2 separate regions of the Mus musculus genome follow, and region 2 is linked to region 1. A link is a contact called in public capture Hi-C data. All regions are on one chromosome and are shown on one strand. Each heading gives the region's core, a stretch centred on a gene start, on an enhancer-like site or on the middle of the called end of the contact. The rest is flanking DNA. Distances are from core to core; before and after follow the strand shown.

The links. Capture Hi-C pulls out chosen DNA fragments and counts their contacts.
Region 2: a capture Hi-C map of macrophages shows a contact between it and region 1, with 2.7 times the contacts expected there. The contact joins the promoter of Mybphl here to the promoter of Gstm5 in region 1. A contact is called at or near these places in 1 of 39 promoter capture datasets (pre-B cells), 1 of 115 datasets of contacts at active chromatin or transcription factors (pancreatic cancer cells) and 1 of 9 other capture datasets (macrophages).

What each region holds. Positions count from the first base shown.
Region 1 is chr3:107,893,312-107,898,079 of GRCm38.p6, reverse strand. Gstm5 (glutathione S-transferase, mu 5) reads right to left here and starts at 2,226. Exons shown (of 8, transcript NM_010360.2): 1 at 2,082-2,226; 2 at 1,707-1,782; 3 at 1,390-1,454; 4 at 711-792; 5 at 518-618; 6 at 18-113. The coding sequence starts at 2,126. It overlaps 4933431E20Rik (RIKEN cDNA 4933431E20 gene), which reads left to right and starts at 1,867. Exons shown (of 3, transcript NR_015459.1): 1 at 1,867-2,437; 2 at 3,852-4,029; 3 at 4,573-4,768.
Region 2 is chr3:108,362,441-108,367,208 of GRCm38.p6, reverse strand. Mybphl (myosin binding protein H-like) reads right to left here and starts at 2,298. Exons shown (of 9, transcript NM_026831.1): 1 at 2,065-2,298. The coding sequence starts at 2,212.

The DNA of each region.
Region 1 (4,768 bases), core at 977-3,476:
CTGTGCCTTCTCCCTACCTTTTCTCCTGCAAACCATGTGAATTTCCCCAGGAACAATGAGAATTGTTTCAGCTGTGCAGGTAGCTGTTCCAAGTACTGAGGCTTCAGGTTTTCCTAGGAAAGAAAAGCAATAGCTATTGTTGGGTCAACACATGGCTCAATGGGGGTGAATAGAGTTTGATTCCCAGGTCCCACATTAATGTAGAAGTCTTTGGACTTCTACACACACTGGCCCCTTCCCCCAATAGCTATAGTCAGGGCCTGGACCAGTGATGGACACACTCTAGGCAGCTTCTTTCTGCCTTTAATTGGAGAAGGCAGGATGGAGAGCTGGGGCTTTGGAAAGGAGGAGGAGCTAACACCAGACTTACAGGACAAACCACACCAAAAAATAGAGTCTGTTTCTAATCCTTCCAGTTTGGGTTGATAGAAAGATGGCAACCATAGAAGCGAGCAGAATAATCCTTAGCACTTTGGCCTGAAACCCAACAAAGGTGATTCCAGATGAGGAAACTTACGTGGTTAGAATTGTAGCAGAGGCGAACCAGCTGCATGCGGAAGTCCATGATCTGGTTCTCCATGATGTCTACTCGTATCTTTTCTTCTTCAGTGTCACCACCTGCAGCCAGATGGCAACAAATCACCCTCAGGATTGCCAACCTCCAGGTGAGCCAACTGCCTCCTCCCTCCTATCCCCTTCAGCCCACTCACACATGTTGTGCTTGCGTGCGATGTATCTCAGGATGGCGTTACTCTGGGTGATCTTGTTCTTCCCGTCCATGAGGTAGGGCAGCTAGAAGGGGAAAGTTAATGTGAACCTAGTCCTCCAGGACCGCCACTCCTCTGGAAAAGAGAAGACTTGCAAGGTGTGTGAGAGTAGAAGCCAGGAGAAATAACTAAATAAATAGAAAGTAGCACTGGGTCCTCACCTGACTCTAGACAAGGGTGCTTAATCCTGTGTGTCACTGTGAATGTATGTGTGGCATATAGACGTTTAAAAAGCAAAATGTAAATATTTTATACCTTAAAGTATGTAAAAGTAGGGTGATTATGGATACATTTAAAAAAAAAATAGGTGTTTTAACAACCAGGACACATGAGGATACATTTAGGATACCATGAAAATACCTGGAATCTATCAGTGATAAAGTCACAGACCTGGCTATCAACTCATGTCTCTTATAGCCTGCCTTTAAGAGGAGAATATTAGTGTTTCTCAGACGTTAGTAGGAAATAAAATGTTATTCTCAGTTCTGTTCAATGACCCTTGAATTCTATCCATTCTATAAACGTGAAGAGTCTCTATCTAGATGCTCCCAAGCCAGAGATGAAGTGAAAACAGATACACTTGAAGGCCTTCCCTTCTGCCCACTCCTCCAAAACCACCTACGTTAGGAAAGTCCAGATCTAGCTTGAATTTCACGTCCAGCCATTGGCTTCTATCATAGTCAGGAGCTGTAAGAGAGAAGTGGGACCCAAGCCCGTTACCGACCTAGCTGAGACTTAGACCTGTTATCTCAAGTTCCCAATCCCCAAAAACTAACCCTTGAGTTTCTGCAAAGATGGGCCTGAACAGCAAGAGATAACTCTATGGGCCTCTCTTGGCAAAGTTCCCAGCTTACAGGAGCAGGGGGTCCCACACCATCTTGGTGTGGTACAACCCTCTGGGTAAAAAACAACTGTAGCGCACCCACAGACATTCATTACCTTCCCCACAGATGTACCGTTTCTCCTCATAGCTGGTATCAGTAAACTCCAGAAGCATGCGGATAGCATGAGCCAGCTAAAAGCAGGGGATGGAGAAAGACCCCGGTCAGCGCGCCTGCGCAGTGCCCACTTGCTCGCAGGCCCCCTCCGTCAATGTCCCCAACCCAACGCTGCCAAGCTCCTGCGTCCTGTCCAGGGAAATTGTCCTTAGGCAGCCCCTTCGCTCACGCCCGGGAACTTCCAGTACCTTATTCCTCTACCCACAGTCCTGGGGACCCCATAGGTAGGCTGGAGATCGGCCCACCGGCCCCTGACCCCCGCCCGGCCGCCTGCACCTCTCTGTCCCAGAGGCTGGGCTGGCGAGGGACCACTCACCCCGCGGATATCCCAGTAACCCAGAACCATAGACTTGGATGACATTTTGGGCGATCTTAGCCCCTTCGGGGATACAGCGATGGACTGTGGGCGGCTAACTTTATACTGGACGCTGTGGGCCGGGCTGACGCGACCGAACTGTCTCCTCCTCTCTCGCTCTATGCTCCACCCGCCCTCCGCGTGGTCAGTGGGCGGTGCGCAGGCGCAGCTGCTGCGGCTCCTGAAATCCTCCGGTGTGAACTTCTCCCAGGGCTGTTGATGCTTCATCTACTCTTCTGGCAGTGGGGGCCTGGACCTTAGTTACCCGGGAAGCGTGAGTCATGTTGCACAGTTGAGCTGGCACATAAAACTACGAGGTAGGAAACGATTCAGGTATAAGGTACTTTGGGGATAGAAACATTTTCTATGTAAGATACAAATGGCTCTGTGAAGACTGAGGGAGGCTGGGGACACTAAACAGGTCCACTGTGAAAAAGGATAGGTCATGCACATTGGAAATGCCTCAAAGGACACTCCAGGAAAGAGGAGGGTAGAGCAAACACCGAAAGGTGACAAATAGCTATGCAAGATAAACAGCAGGTGCTGTCGAGTTAGGCTGGTTTATGGGAGGAGTCAAAACATTAAGCATTTGGGGCAGGTTGCAAAGGGTATGGACAGCCAGACAGACAGAGGGTGTGAGTGTTTTCTCTCTGCTCTGTGGGGAGTGTATAGGATCTAGATCATAATGTTCACTAGCAGTATAATGCAAGACAGACATATGATTGTTTTTAAATGGTTTGCTTCTAGTTTTTTTTTTTTTAAGGAGGCAATGAATCCATAGTATACTTACGTAGCCCAATATATACTGTTTCAGAATGTAGTATGAAAATTATTGAGATGTCTTCTATTTTTTTGTTTTAGTACCTTACATTTAAAACACAACTCCACTAAGGGTAACCTCATCTTTTAAAAAAGATTTATTTATTCATTTTATATATGTGAGTATACTGTCGCTCTCTCTCTTCAGTCACACCAGAAGAGGGCATTGGATCCCACTATAGACTGTTGTGAGCCACCTTGTGGTTGCTGGGAATTGAACTCAGGACCTCTGGAAGAGCAGTTGGTGCTCTTAACTGCTGAGTCATCTCTCCAGCCCCAGGTAACCTCATTCTGATGCTCAGGATCCACAAGTTAGTCGGAAAATGATAAGCATATTGTGGAGTAAAACAGCACAAAAGGGGAAAGGCCCCTTGCGGGTGGGACCATCCCTGGGCTGGGTGTCTTGGGTTCTATAAGAGGGCAGGCTGAGCAAGCCAGGGGAAGCAAGCCAGTAAGGAACAGCCCTTCATGGCCTCTTCATCAGCTCCTGCTTCCTGACCTGCTTGAGTTCCAGTCCTGACTTCTTTCAGTGATGAACAGCAATGTGGAAATGTAAGCTGAATAAACCCTTTCCTCCCCAACTGCTTCTTGGTCATGATGTTTGTGCAGGAATAGAAATCCTGACTAAGACACCAGGCCTCCCGGAGCCCCAAGTCTGGGTGTGGGAAATTATGTCTCCCCGTTAGTTTAACTGACTCAAACTTCAGACTTTGTAAAAGGACATTTTTCTAAAATAAAGAAGAAATGGTACAGAGACATGTGACTGTATAATGCCTGGGTTGATTCCTCCCAAGAAAACAAAAGCCAGCAACAAATTAACTTGAGCCACGAGTCTAAAACTTCTAGAGTAGTCTAAGTATTCTACTTGTTTCATGATATATCCCAATTCAGGCTAAATAACTTTGTGATTAGGTGTTCTGCCCAGTTTATAGAACAAGGAATTGAAGCTTGGAGAAGATTGATGGACCACTCAAGTTCCCTGGATGGTCCAGGATGCAGACTGAGGATGGCCTAAAACATTAGTTTTGCTGGCTCCCTGTGCTTGGCTAACTTTAGAGCCTCTTACCTTGCCACAGTCTTTTCTATGAAGGTAGGTGAACACTGGGGTAGAGCACATTTTTTTTCCTAATCCTATAGATTTCCCCTGGTTTTCAGCTTTAAGATGGGCCAAGGCCAATGGGATAGTGGCTCCTTCCATTCGAAGACCTTAACTTTTCTGAATTGGCTACCTTGCCCCTAACAACTCTGAAGGCCTTTCCCTCCCTCTCCCCCCACCCCCTTCCTTTGAGGTAAAAGTTTTGCTTTCATACTCAGTGTTACTGAGGATTTTGTGAGGCCAGGAAGTTGAGAGTGAATGATAGAGTCCATCTGAAAATAAGGTATTTAGCTCGGGATGATGTTACAGTCTTGGATAAATTCAGCCAAAAGAGATTTCCTGGACAATCTTAAGAACCTGTTAGGGGCTCTTGAATCCATGAGAACAGCAAACCTTAACAACAGGGTATCTCAATTGAAGCATAGCTTCTCTTCCATGGAGAAGAATTCATTCCATGAGCTTTGAGCCGGAAGTAAACTATATACACCAATAGAGAGTACAAGCCATAGACAGCCCTAACTCTTCATTTAACCCTAGGACAGAGAGCCAAGGAGTGGACCAACATGCCTGAGTTTACACAGTGGACCTGAGGACCGTCACCTCCCAGTGCAATGTTCCTGTGTACTGCCACTGAAGAGACAGGTGGGAGGGAGCTCAAGGTTGACTTGCCTAACAACCATTGCTTGAAAGACAAAGCTCCCAAGGAGAGCACAAAATACCTCACTCGAGACTC
Region 2 (4,768 bases), core at 1,049-3,548, 470 kb before region 1:
GATCACATACCAAACATCCTTCAAAATTTTGGGGTGAGCTCCAGAGGCACTGTGAATCTCAGAAACCTTTTTTTTTTGGGGGGGGGTTGCCTTTCCAGAGTTGAGAGTCAGTCCATAGCTTTTTTATTTTAAATAGGGGTTCCCTGGGAGTCCACAGCTATCAAAGGGATAAGACATTGCTCACGTTCAGCTCTCCAAATTTACAGAGGAGATGAGGGCTCAGAGAAATGTCCTGATTCTTCTCTGGTGGCTAGCAGGATAGAGCTGAGATTTGAACTCGCACCATCAGTCTTTCAAGAAGCTAATAGATGCACACCGATTTTGCAATGTGTCAAAGGATATTATTACTGCCACTTAGCTGTAGCCCTGAGGCCCACAGTACATGGAGTTGTATGTGGGAGGCTGGGGCTTCTGGCTGGGACCTGGAGCCTGAAATTGCCAAAGCGCCCCATGCTTTAAGCAGAGGAGAATGAAGGCTCAGAGATGTCCTGACCCTTCTCTGATAGCATGGTTGAAGTGGATGCCACTCACTTCAGAGCTGGGAGTTAGTGGCACTGGCTTTTCACACCCTCTTGGCCTTTCAGGAGAAGAAACTGGGTTTCTGTCTCTGCGGTCTCATCTTAGGATGCTCACAACATCACAACAGCTCTCCTATCTCAATGGCATAAACCCACCAGCTCTCGACATTCAGGCAGCTCCATTAGGATCTTCTTTAGGGCCGGGCGTGGTGGCGCACGCCTTTAATCCCAGCACTCGGGAGGCAGAGGCAGGCGAATTTCTGAGTTCGAGGCCAGCCTGGTCTACAGAGTGAGTTCCAGGACAGCCAGGGCTATAAAGAGAAACCCTGTCTCGAAAAAAAAAAAAAAGAAAAAAAAAAAAAAAAAAAAAAACCAAAGGATCTTCTTTAGGGTAAGGAGTGGACAGTTGTGCTTTTGGGTCCTAGTTGGAGAAAGAACTTGGTTGTCTTGTCATCTCCTTCTTGGAAATATTCCCATGTTGCTTTAGCCTCTTACAGTGCTGATCAGCCATCCTTCTAACTGACCTTCCTGGGAGATGTTTAAAGTCATTTTACAGAGAAGAAACTAAAGTGGAGCAGTTGAATTGATTTGTTCAAGGTCACTGTGCTGTTAGCGTCACTCCCAGAAAGGAGCCTGGGGTGTTGCCTGCCAGCCTACACCGTCTATTTTTCTCCTACCTCTTTCCTTTCCAGGAGTTCATGGACTTCTCCTGTGTGTGGTTTTCAAATCTTCTGCAAAATTAAGGGGTTATAACGCTAGGACTTTGTTGGGCTAAATGTTTAGCACAGCCACAGGGCTGCTAAAGACCATCACAAAGAAGGGAAGAGCTATCTCCCATCTCTCCCCTGGGTTTGCAAACCCACGTATAGTGGAGACACACACAATTGCCCAGGTAAGCTGTGGTGGTGACAGGTGGTACTGGGGCAGGTGGCAGGATGATGGGGCTGGGGTAGGCACCACATACTCTCACCTGGAAACTGGAAATGGAGCGCTTTTCCCTGAAAGGCTCTTCTTCCTCAGAGCTCTGACTTTGAGAGGCCTTGGCCAGTGAGCCAGGGTGGGGTGTTAGGGTAGGCCCTGATGCTGCGGCATGACCCAGGCAGAGGCCGGGTATCATGCTGTCCAAGATGTTCAACCTCCTCATAGCCAACAGTTTTAATCACTCTTTACCTCTACAAATGGCCACTCTCCTCCGTTCCCTTCCCAATGGGTTATTTATTCTACTGGATCCTCCAGGACCTGTGACTGTTTTTGATGGTGAAAATATAAACAGATCACTGCTGGTCACTATAAAGTGCCACAAACACTGACTTCTCAGCTAAAGAATAAAATTACAACAGAGACATTTGAGTAGCAAGGCGCAATTTGAGAGGGAAGTAAGGGCTCCCAGAATATTTCTGCATTATCCTAACTAGAAGTTCCCTAAAGTTATTAAAGCTTATGCACAGGGGTGGGGGCGACCCCTAAGGGTATATTCAGAGCAGTAGGAAGTTCCCCTCTCCCACACCACTCAGCATCCCCACCCTTACAGACTGCCACAGATCACCTTCAATAGAGGGCAGGAGCTGCAGAGAAGGGCTGCCTGCCTCCTGTTGATGTGAAGTCCGGGGTCCTTTAGCATCCGCTGGGTCAGCAGCTGCTTCTACCTGCCGCTGGGAGCATGAGGCTATCTCCAGTGTGGTGGCTGTCTCCATGCCTGGGGTCTAGCTGAAAATTTTCTTTGTTGCTGGTGAGGGAGGGGCTGTGCACCTGCTGTCCAGGCTGGTCTCCCTGGGGTCACAGCCACAGGCTTATGTAAGTGGGCTGGCTTTTCCCCACCCACTACTCCCACTGAAGGGAGAAGTAGGGGCCAGGAGAAGAGGAGGATCAGAGAGCTGCCCAGAATAGCCGCGGGAGGAGGGCTGAGGTGGCCCTGTTATCTTGTGAGTGAGATGACACCCTACAGCATTAGGAGGGAGGGGAGAGTGTGAGCAGAGTATATGAGAGGGACTTCTGGCTTTGAGGGAGGCCTGAGCTGCTGGCATCTCTGCTTCTGACCTCCAGCTCATTCAACAGGGCGTAAGGTCCGAAGAGCAGTGAATTCTCAGGCACACCGTTAGCTCTTGCCACACTTGTTGAACAGTAGGTCATTGAAGAGCTGGTCTCTATACCTTGGCCTTCATGGGGACCTCTGTTTGCTGTCCCAGCCCCAAGGGCAGGGGAGGGTTGGGGAGAAGTGGGGACAGTCAGTCCCCTGTTGCCAGACTAGTTAGTGACACATGAGCTCTGTCATCAGCTTGCTATGTGACTAGTGATACCCCATGATCTCTCGGCCCCTCTGTGTGTGTGTGTACTGGAGTTTTTCTCCCCTCCACCCTGTGTGTGCGTCTGTGTATGCGTGTCTATGTGTACTAGGACACCCCCCCCCGTGTGTGTATATGGTATGTGTGTATGTCTGTGTATGTGTGTATGTGTGTACTAGGAGGACCCCGCCCCCATGTGTGTGAGTGTGTATGGGTGTGTGTGTATTTGTATGGTGTGTGTGTTGTGTGTGTGTACACTCCCATGCACACGCATTGGGGCTTGAACCCGGGGCCTTGTGCTTGCTAGACAAGTCCTCTACTACAATGCCACTGAGCTACACCTAACACCCCCAGCATCTCATAAATTGGGTTTCATTTGTGAGATGGAGATAATAACCATAGGGTTGTTGTGAGGATTAAAAGAGGTAATCTCTGGAAAGTGCTTAGCAGAATGTAGCTGACTAAGTGCTGGATAAATGGAAGCTATTTTTAGGTCAGGCTGGCATTTCCCCCTTTGAAAGCTGTCAATGGCTCTCTTCCTATGAGATAAAGCACAAATGAAGTGCGAGGCAGCCTCACAGGGGAGGAAGCTCCCCAGAGACAGGGATGTGTGACATTTGGCTGTACCATTCAGCCACCAGCTGATGGCTCTGAACCTCAGGTCTGTGTAACTGGGGGTGCTGATGCCAGGACTGTGCCTAGGATCCAAGGGCCAGCCCACAGTCAGCACTGGCTAAACCCGAGTGTCCCCAGCTGACTGCCGTGCTCATCCAGAGCCACTCCACATTGGACCCTCCACCCAAATTGTAGGATTTCTTATCATAGCCCCCCCTTCCTAACTGTATTTATCTAACCATTTTTGCTTTTTAAAAAATGTATATCCATGCATCATGTCCATTCCTGGTGCCAATGAAGGCCAGAGGAGGGAATTGGATCTTCTGGGACAAAGTGAGCCTCCACAGGATGCTTGGAATCAAACTTGGAGCTCTAGCACATATTTGAAGGTCAGAGGACATCTTTCCAAAGTCAGTTCTCTCCTTCCACCATGTGGGTCCCAAGGATTAGACTCAGATAGCCAGGGTTGGTGGCAGTCATCTTGAGCCAATGACCCATCTTATCAGCCCCATATATATACTCCTATATACTCCTCCTTTTTTTTTTGGTTTTTCGAGACAGGGTTTCTCTGTGTAGTCCTGGCTGTTCTGGAACTCACTTTGTAGACCAGGCTGGCCTTGAACTCAGAAATCTGCCTGCCTCTGCCTCCCGAGTGCTGGGATCAAAGGCGTGTACCACCACGCCCGGCTTCCTCCTTATTTCTTCATTCATTCATTCATTCATTCATTCATTTATTCACTTTACATCCTGACTGTTGTCCACCCTCCCACAGTTCCTCCTCCCATCCCTTTTCCCCTTCTCTGAGAGAGTGGAGCCCCACCCAGGTATCCACCCCCACCTTTCCCCTCCCCCACACCCCTGCCAGGCACATCAAGTCTCTGTGGGGCTAGGTGTATCCTCTCCCACTCAGGACAGACAAGGAAGGCAGCCAAGCTAGAAGAATGGATTCCACAGACAGGCAACAGCTTTAGGGACAGCCCATGTTCTAGTTGTTCGGCACTCACTGCAGAAAGAGTTGCACATCTGCTATATATGTGCAGGAGGCCTAGGTCCTTTGGCTAGTGCATTCTCTTTGGCTAGCGGTTCAGTCTCTGAGACCCCCAAGGGTCCCCCCATATTGCTTTTGAGAGGTGTCCTACTTTGACCTGGGGCGTTTTGATCAGGCTAGGCTAGCCATTGAGGTCCAGGAACTGTCCTGTGTGCGCCTCTTGGGCACTGGGATTTTAACATGGGCTTGGATACTGCCTTCGTGTTTGTGTAGTGGACAATTCACTGACTGTTCTCTCCAGGTTAGGGGGACCTCTTTAATCCATTCTTAGCCATTTTTGTGGAGAAAGTGGCCTAAGCCTCTTG